2 separate regions of the Mus musculus genome follow, and region 2 is linked to region 1. A link is a contact called in public ChIA-PET data. All regions are on one chromosome and are shown on one strand. The core of a region is the stretch at or near the end of the contact, and the rest is flanking DNA. Distances in the headings are between cores, read along the strand shown. Region 1 has its middle 39 kb from the start of Gm51657. Region 2 holds the start of Slc25a36 (solute carrier family 25, member 36).

Region 1 (4,370 bases), core at 1,234-3,733:
TCCTTGCCGTTCCCACCTTCCCTGCCAAATCAGAGGCTAACGCAGAGGATCACATCTGCACATCATTTGTGCTGTGATATAGCTGAATTCTTTATGGGCAGACGGCTGAGCCTCGACCGTGTGCCTTTGTGCACATACCAGAAGCTTTCCCACAGTTAGTTGCCATAGCCTGCTTAGTGATCCTGTCCTGTGTGCACTTTTTTAAGGGATTGCAAATTAGTATCTAGACCATTAACCTTTGAGAGTGTCTCATTCATGAGGCAGACCTTAGTCCTCAGTGAGGCCTGCCACCCATTCTACATATAGGAAGATGAGCACCCCAGACGCTGTACCCCAGGATGTGCCACTCTCACATGGCTTAGCCTCTGTGACCTGCTTTACAGTCCGCCACAACTGCAAGAACCTCACCATCCCATACCACGTGGAGATGCCCATTCTAGTTTGCTTCACTGTTGCTGTGATGAAACACTCTGGCTAAAAGCAACTCAGGAGAGGAAACAGCTTACGTGCCTTACACTTCTCACAATCCAGTTTGGAGGGAGGTCAAGGCAGGAACCCAAGCAGGAACAGAAGCAGAACCTACGGTGGCATGATGATTCCTGACTGACTCACTGCCTTCCTCTCAGTTTATTTTCTCTTGCCATCCAGGCCCCACCTCCTTGGGAATGATACCGCCCACAGTGGGCTAGGCCATCATATCTCAATTAGCAGTCAAGACAGTGCCCCAGAGACACTACCACCGAGCAGTCTGATGAGGCCAATCTCGTTCCCCATTGAAGGATCATACAACTGCTCGTCCTCACCCTATCTTTGGTTCTGCTGGTCTCTGTTCAGGTACCAATTATGTTGTGTGACTTTTCCTGGGGCGACATGAACAAGTATCTACTCATCCTAGAGGGGGACTGAACATAGACCAAATTATTCCACCCGGTCTAGCTTAATGACCCAGTGAGGGTTTTGGTATTTTGAAGGTCAAGGCGAGGGGTTACGAACAAGAATATTGGGGACTTAAAGGCAATTTTATCATTGACAATCCCTCCCCATGTGAGCAACAACTCGGGAAAGCTGCATCCACAGAACTCCCTGAAAGAGCTGTGCTTAGCTCACCAATGGAGTGTTCCCTCTGCCCCCAGCAATTGTTTACTGCTTTTATGACCTTGCAAAGGGGCCGTGGGACTCTCGGGACTCTCTTTGTACGTTCCATTAGCTTCTTGAGGCTTTTAAGTTTTATTAACTTCCTGAATCTTACTGGGCCGTCCTCTTCTCTCCAGAAGGAAACATTTCAAATCAGAGAAGGTAGATAAACAACAAGCCCAAGTTCAATAGGAGCGAGGGACTTCGTGCTGCTTAGCTTTTGTCAGTTTTGTGTGCACTTGGAAGGAAGACATATTAGTTAAGAAGAAACCTCCATCAAAGTGGCTCCCAGGCAAGTCTTTGGGGCATTTTTTTGATTAATGTCCAGCTTTCTGTGTGGAGTCTCATTCCGGGGCAGGTGGTCCTGAGTTGTGTTAAGTCAGGCTGTGAACATCATGGAAAGCAAGTCAGTAGGCATCATTCCTCCGCGTCTTCGACTTTGGCTCCTGCCTTGCATTCCTGCCCTCAATTCCGTCAGGGATGAGTTGCTACCTCCAAGTGTCAGATGAAATAAACCCTTTTCACCCCCAGATCATAGTTTTGGTCATAGTGTTTATTATAACAATTGAAATCAAACTTGGAAAGACTTCAATATCTCAACACCATCCAGGCAAAACATCAATTAACAAACATGGGTGTTGGGCTAGAGAGATGATGGCTCGGTGGTGAAGAACACTTGTTCCAAATCATGAGGACTGGAGGGACTGGAGTTAAGAACCCAGCACCTATGTGACAAGTCGACTGTCCCCACAGATGTCTCTAACCCTAGTTCTGGGGGGGGGGGGGGAGTTGGAGAGAAGAGTCAGCAGTTAGCAGCTCATGTTCTTCTTGCACAAGACCTGAGTTTGGTTTCCAGCAATCACATCAGGCAGCTTACAATTGGAACTCTGGAGGATCTGACAACCTGTTCTGGTTATTGCATACATACATACACACACACACACACACACACACACACATACACACACACACACACATACACACACACACACACACATACACACACACACACACACACATACACACACACACACATACACACACACACACACACATACACACACACACATACACACACACATACACACACACACACATACACACACACACACACACACACACACATACACACACACACATACACACACACACACACACACACACACATACACACACACACACACACACACACACACAAGAACAATTTCCTTGATAAGCGCAGAGGTGATGATTTTTAATAAACTTCCTGCAAGCTGAATCTACCAGCCCATTACAAAGATCATACACCACGTGCTCACCTTGGTTTCACTCCAGAGATCCAAGGATGATCAAGATTCACCAATCAGCAAACCTAACGTGGCACTCAAACAGCATCAAAGACAAAGATCACATGACTGTAGGAGGCTCATACATCAACACAGGAAAAGCTGTATGCAACGAACCCACAGCTAACATCAGACTAAATTGGGGAAAAACTGAAACAATTTCTCTGAAAATCAGAAGTGGGACAAAGATTATTGCCTTTCATGGTAGCTGTTTGGATTAGAGCGGTACGGTAAGAGAGATGCATGAGAGGGTTATAAAGGTCAACCCTAGACTCCTCTGGACCTGTGAAAACAAACAAACAAAGACAACTCTGAAAGGATCAAAGACCTCAATGAAAGACGTGAAACTAACGGACAGGAAAACATAGAGGAAACCCTTCAGGACTTGGGCAGAAATAACGACTTCCTGAATACAACCCCCATCGCTCAAGAAACAATAGCGACGGCTGTCAAGCCGGATGTCATCAGCCACGTCCTTGCTTGTTGCAGAACTGTTCACAAGGTCACCTAATGAAATCAGCCGATGTATTCATCCATGGATGAGTGTGTGTGTGTGTGTGTGTGTGTGTGTGTGTGTGTGTGTGTAAATGTATACTATTCATTCATAAAAATGGAAAAATAATGTTAATGCAGGAAATGTTTTGCTGTGAAAATTGATTATCAGTTCATTTGGAAATGCAAAAGACCTCAAAGAGCTCTGGCCATCTTAGAAAAGAAGAGCAAAATAAAGGCCCACATTACCAGACACTGTGAGCTAATAAAGACATGATAATTGAGATAGTTCAATATTGGTTTAAGCAAAAATTAACAGACCAGAGACGAGAACAGAGGCCAAAAGCAGACCTAGGCTTGTGCCACTGCAGTTCGGTCAGGGAAAGATGTTCTCAGTAAATGTTGCTTAGATTTGTTGAATATCCATACAGGGAAGAAACGAACCTTCACTCTTGTATCACAGACAAAAGTTAAACTGAAATTGTCTATAAACCTAAACACAAAAGATGAGCAGAAACAACCAGGGTCCCAAATTGTGCAGAGGGGAAAAAAAAGACCTTCAGTTTGAGATGAGCAAGGCCTTACAACCCAGAGTGCTACTGTGGTAGTCATCTCTCAGGGTTCCTCCTCCTCCCCCTCCTTCCCATTGCCCTCCTCCTCCCCTTCCTCGACTGTCATGATGAGAGCATCTCTGCTGTCTCTACACTGCTCACTATGATGGGCTAAAACCTCTGAAATCATAAAGCCATAATAAGCCCTAATAGTTAACCTCTTCATTGCTTATTTTTTTGTGCATGCACACATGCTGTGCTGTGAATGTGGAAGTCAACGGACGATTTTGTGGGGGTCAGTTCACTCCTGTCTTTACATCAACAGGAGAACCCTCATCAACCCAGTGACAGGGACTTTAGTTTTCAGTCCCTGGGAATTGTACATTAAACTGATGTGTGGAAGGAAAAATCTGAATGCTTACAAGGGCCTGTCAGTGTTGGGAGGATGTGGAACAATTGAAATTCTTGAGCTGTAGAAATATACAATCCAGTTATCTAACTTTGAGATCATTACTCCTAATTGTCAACTTGACTAGATGTGGAGTTGGGAGAAAGATATGTCCTCTGAGTAGATCTGTGGGGGCCTTTCCAGAAAGGATTAGCCAAGAGAGTTGAGGCCTCCTCAGCCAGGGTGGGTGTCAGTGTCCAGCCATGGAGTAGCTGTAACAAGAGCTAAGGAGGAAGCAGGCTTGCTTTGCCAGCCTGCTTTCACTCCTTGCTGGTACCCTCATCTGCTCTGCTGCGTCTGCTGCTGCTGCGTCTGCTGCTGCCATACTTCACTGACATCAGAACCCATCTCTTCTGCTTCCAACATGGAGTGAAGACCACTGGGACATTCCAGACCACCACTGCCAGCTTGGGGCAGGGG
Region 2 (4,370 bases), core at 695-3,194, 170 kb before region 1:
ACTCCTAACAAACACGTGGCTGCATTGTGGGTGAGGAAGCGGTCGGGAAATAGGTCGGTGAGGGCTACACAACCAGGAAAATATACTAAAACCCACCAAACCACACACACACACACACACACACACACACATATATATATATATATATATATATATATATATATATATATATATATATATATATATATATATATATATATATATATATATATACTTTTTCGGGACAGGGTTTCTCTGTGTAGCCCTGGCTGTCCTTCTGTCTACCTCTGTAGACCAGGTTGGCCTCGAACTCAGAAATCCACCTGCCACTGCCTCTCAAGTGCTGGGATTAAAGTTGTGCGCTACCACTGCCCGGCTAAACCACACATTTTAAAGAGACATGTGTCCTGGGAGTTGTGTCTCAACACAACTGCCATATAAAGAAAATACCCGTTGGATGTCTTGCGGAAATCTTTGTCATTTGGCTAGGGTTGTCGTCACTCTTTGTGTCCGCTCTTCCAGTTTTGCCCCTTTGTCATCCTTTCCCGCTCTAATAGACTGTTCTCATTTCAACAGTAAAGCTCAGAAGTCAGGCTGTACTGGGGGTGAGTTGGGTAAGCCCTGGGCCAAGGACTTTGGTTGCAGTGCCCCTCCCCCAACAATAATAATCAGATAAGGAACACTCTGCACTGCTGAAATGCTTTAAGTAATTTACACACTCAGTCCTTTACAGTGGCATGGACATTTGCAGTCTGTACGTTTTGTAGGAATTTAGTTGCCGGACAACACGGAGAGAGCTAAAGCAGTTAGAATTTTGTCAAGTTGTGCCCGTAAGTGGCTCTGGAAAATTTCATGTGGGCTGGAAAGGGTGATGGGGCCCCTGCAAATGGAAGGGCAGTTTTATGGGGGAGGGGGATGAAGAGAAAGAAATAATGAGATATATTTCTGTTCCTTCTGTGTGATTAGCATATTGATATCTATTTATTTTATTTTGACGATTCATCTGTACCTTGCAAATAAGCAGTTAACAAAAAATTGAAATAATGGCCATTTTCTAGAGAAAGAAAACTTTCCCTAGTCCAACATATACATGTAAGAAATGTGTTGATTAGTAAAATAAGTAGCTGGTTTATTCCTGTAGTAAACCTTCACATTTTAATCTACTTGCCTTTTATTGAACACTTTTCCCTCATGTGACTCTACCTTAGACCTGTCAGGAATTCTCCGTCAGCATTCCATCTCAGGAATGTTCCACAGAGTGTGGACCGCCTTTAATCCCTTCACTTGGGAGTCTAAGGCTTGCACAGGTCTCTGAGTTGGAGGGCAAGCCCCAGAGAGCAGCCAGGGTTGGTCTCAAAGTGAGATTTTGCATCTCTTTCCTGACCAAAAAACAAAAAACAAACAAAAAAAAAAAACCAAAAAAACCCGATTTATCTCGCCACTCCACAACAGATCCCAATTTAACGCTTATGTTTAATGATCATGTTTAATGCCGTGCTGTTTGTGAGAGTGCAAGCGAGTATATTCGCACAAGTGATTTCCAAGGCAAACACGGGGAAACAGAAAGGCTCAGTTCTAAACCCAAAAACTTGCTGTGGCCCTGGGCCGCTAGGGTTTTATCCTAGATCGTCAAGAGCCGGCCAGCGCAGGTTAAGTGGCGAGGGCTGAGCGACCTGCTGATCAGCGCATCGGATGAGAGTGCGAGCCGACCCACTACGCACCAGCAAGCATTCCCGTCCTGCCCCACGGCCCTTCATTGAAGAGCCCCCTGGGCGATCACGTGAAAGAGGCGTGCGAACCTCGTGACGTCACGCGGCCTAAGCCAATAGGAGCTTCTGTTTATGTAGGGACCTCCGACTCCTCACGACTCTCACTGCGCAGTCCGACGGAGCTCGCTGGAGCAGGAACCCCGTGGGGTGGGTTCGCGGGTGGCCTTCCGCAGCGGCGGCTCCGCCCACTCCCTTGCGTCCCCCTTCTTGGCCCTCGCCGCTGGCCGTGGCGGCCTGCTGGGTCCGCGTCCCGCCTCTACTCCCGGAGGACATGCAGAAGAGAGAATGAGCCAGAGGGACACGCTGGTGCATCTGTTTGCCGGGGGGTAAGGTCGCTGGGGCGCGCGGGCTGGAGGCCACGGGCCTGCGAAGGCCACGCCGAGCCTGGGCGGGGGCAGGGCGTGAGTCGCGGCCTAGCTCGTCCGGTACTGCGCGACAGCGGAGGCACACGGACCCGGACCTCGCGGAGGAGGCTCGGCCATGGCGACAAAATGGGAGCAGGCTCGGCCTCCCCGTCCCGCACGACTGGGCCTCACGTTGCCCACGTTCGCGGGCGACCTTGTTTCCGGCCGCCGCTGCGCCTTTGCTGCTGGCCGGCGTCGTAGCCGGCGGGGAAGGCGTTGCAGTGCTCGCCCGCGGTGCGCAGAGGTTATTTCCAGCTTCGGAAAATTTTCTCTCCCTTGCCTGCCCCGGTTTGCGGGAGATGGTGCAAAAGTGGCAGTGACTTTGAAATCAATCAATCTCTCTTTCTTTTCTTTTCTTTTCTTTTCTTTTCTTTTCTTTTCTTTTCTTTTCTTTTCTTGAGATGGGAAGGCAACCCCCTCCCCCCCCCCCCCGACCCTTCAGCACTGCCTGCTTTGGAGAAGGGGTATGGATGGTTTGAGAGAAGGCGACTACTAAATGAAATCATTATATATGTGTACAGGATTAGTGTGGAGCCCGAAGTCTGGTTTGCTGATCCCCCAGCTACAGCCATTTTGCTGAGCCAAGTTTGTTCCTCCATTCGATATGTTCCTTCCCAGTTATTTAGAGAAATAATAGAGCAACGTTAAGACTTTTACCTGCAAGACTATAAAGTTGTCACAAAAAATCGCTATGGTGAATTAACTTTTTAACCTATATAACAGAATAAAGTAGTATTTTAAAGTTTGGTGGTTTGATTCTTGGATCAGCCACTTTAAGGGATACATACATATATGTATGCATTCTTTGCATGGTTGTTTGCTTTGAGTTAATGTGTGGAGATTCTGTTGCCAATATGACAGTACTTTACATTGTTGTCACACATTTCATTCAACATTTATGATTCACCAATTTTGAACGGTCCACTATTCTGCCATTAAAGCAACTACTAATTTTATGAGGAGCAGTTTGCCTTTTGTGTTTCTAAAATGCTTCCTGCCAGTAAAGGGCTAATTTAATTTCTGCAGTACCTGTACTTGGCACCTGCTAGTCAAGTTCTCTGCCACTGGGCTCCATCCTCGGGCCCTTAGAACATTTTTTTTTCTGTTGTTTTGTTTTTGTTTTTCGAGACAGGGTTTCTCTGTGTAGCCCTGGCTGTCCAGGAACTGACTCTGTAGACCAGGCTGGCCTCGAACTCAGAAATCCGCCTGTCTCTGCCTCCAAAGTGCTGGGATTAAAGGTGTGTGCCACCACTGCCTGGTCCCTTAGAACATTTTATTAATCTCTCTTTCCCTCTCTCCTCCCCCCTCTTTCTCCGAGTGTGTGTGTTGGGGGGGGGGGCGGAGTAGGAGAAAGTAAGGATAGCATCTTGTAGTTGGATTTCTACTTGTAGTTAGATCTTCTGAAAGTTAGAAGACCATAGATGTAGTTCAGGTTGGTATTTTAATTTGTTTTGAGTTAAGAAATAGAAGTCTTTAATCACTTCTCCTGTAGAGCAGAGTTGACAATGGTCTCTTCTAGAGCCCTTGCGTGGCTCCTTTGTTATTCTTTGTCCAGGCATATGTGTGTGTGTAAGTTTTGTTAAAGCACATGCATGTGTAGGATATAAATGTTAGTCTGAATGTGGATTTTTCCAGTTGTACTAGGACATCACTGTGTTTATAAACACTTGTGAAGTTAGGCCATTCTATGTAGGCTTTTTGTTTCAGTTGAGAGCTGGAATGGAGAATTATTATGTACGGGATTCAAAAATATCAGTTCATTTCTTCCACTTCTCAAGAAGTCTAGTACGCACACAGTAGTAGAATGTTAAATGGGGCAAAGTACGTGTGTTGTGACTTCCCCTCCTTCCCATTGCATCTCATATTCGTACATAGTGGTTCCATATGTACATATACTCTGTAGAAGCAGTGTTAGGTGATAGCAAAGGGCATTTAATCAAAATACAGAAAACATACAGATGTCAAGACAAATACCCTAAGTTCAAACACTTTCATGCCTGTAAAATGAGGACTAAGTTATTGTAGACGTCTTGACAGTTACACAGTACATGAATTCTGTTTTGTGTAATGTTCTGGCAGTGTTGTATGTACTGAACATAGATAGATAGAGTTCAGGTGATGTTGGTAATGTTCTTAATTGAACATGTCTAAGTTATATATCAAAATTGTTTATTTTGGCAATAATTTAGTGTGTTCTTCATAATTGCTAGGTTTGTTT

Evidence for each region. ChIA-PET counts read pairs in DNA pulled down with a chosen protein or histone mark.
Region 2: an RNA polymerase II ChIA-PET map of memory CD8 T cells shows a contact between it and region 1, with 66 read pairs. The contact joins the promoter of Slc25a36 here to the enhancer-like site in region 1. A contact is called at or near these places in 9 of 39 promoter capture datasets (the C10 cell line, the HPC-7 cell line, cranial neural crest and 5 more), 1 of 484 Hi-C or Micro-C datasets (CD4 T cells), 15 of 115 datasets of contacts at active chromatin or transcription factors (the SCID.adh cell line, bone marrow-derived macrophages, craniofacial prominence and 9 more) and 1 of 9 other capture datasets (liver).

The regions. Positions count from the first base shown.
Region 1 is chr9:96,934,239-96,938,608 of GRCm38.p6, reverse strand. No RefSeq gene overlaps it. Among named protein-coding and RNA genes, the nearest start is that of Gm51657, 39 kb to the right of the region's middle. Within about 2 kb of position 2,483, at least 70 of the 459 cell types and tissues checked have an H3K27ac peak or open chromatin away from gene starts, as enhancers often do. A contact at or near this core is called in the HPC-7 cell line, the SCID.adh cell line, bone marrow-derived macrophages and 2 more, where this site is marked.
Region 2 is chr9:97,108,615-97,112,984 of GRCm38.p6, reverse strand. Slc25a36 (solute carrier family 25, member 36) reads left to right here and starts at 1,944. Exons shown (of 7, transcript NM_138756.4): 1 at 1,944-2,074. The coding sequence starts at 2,034.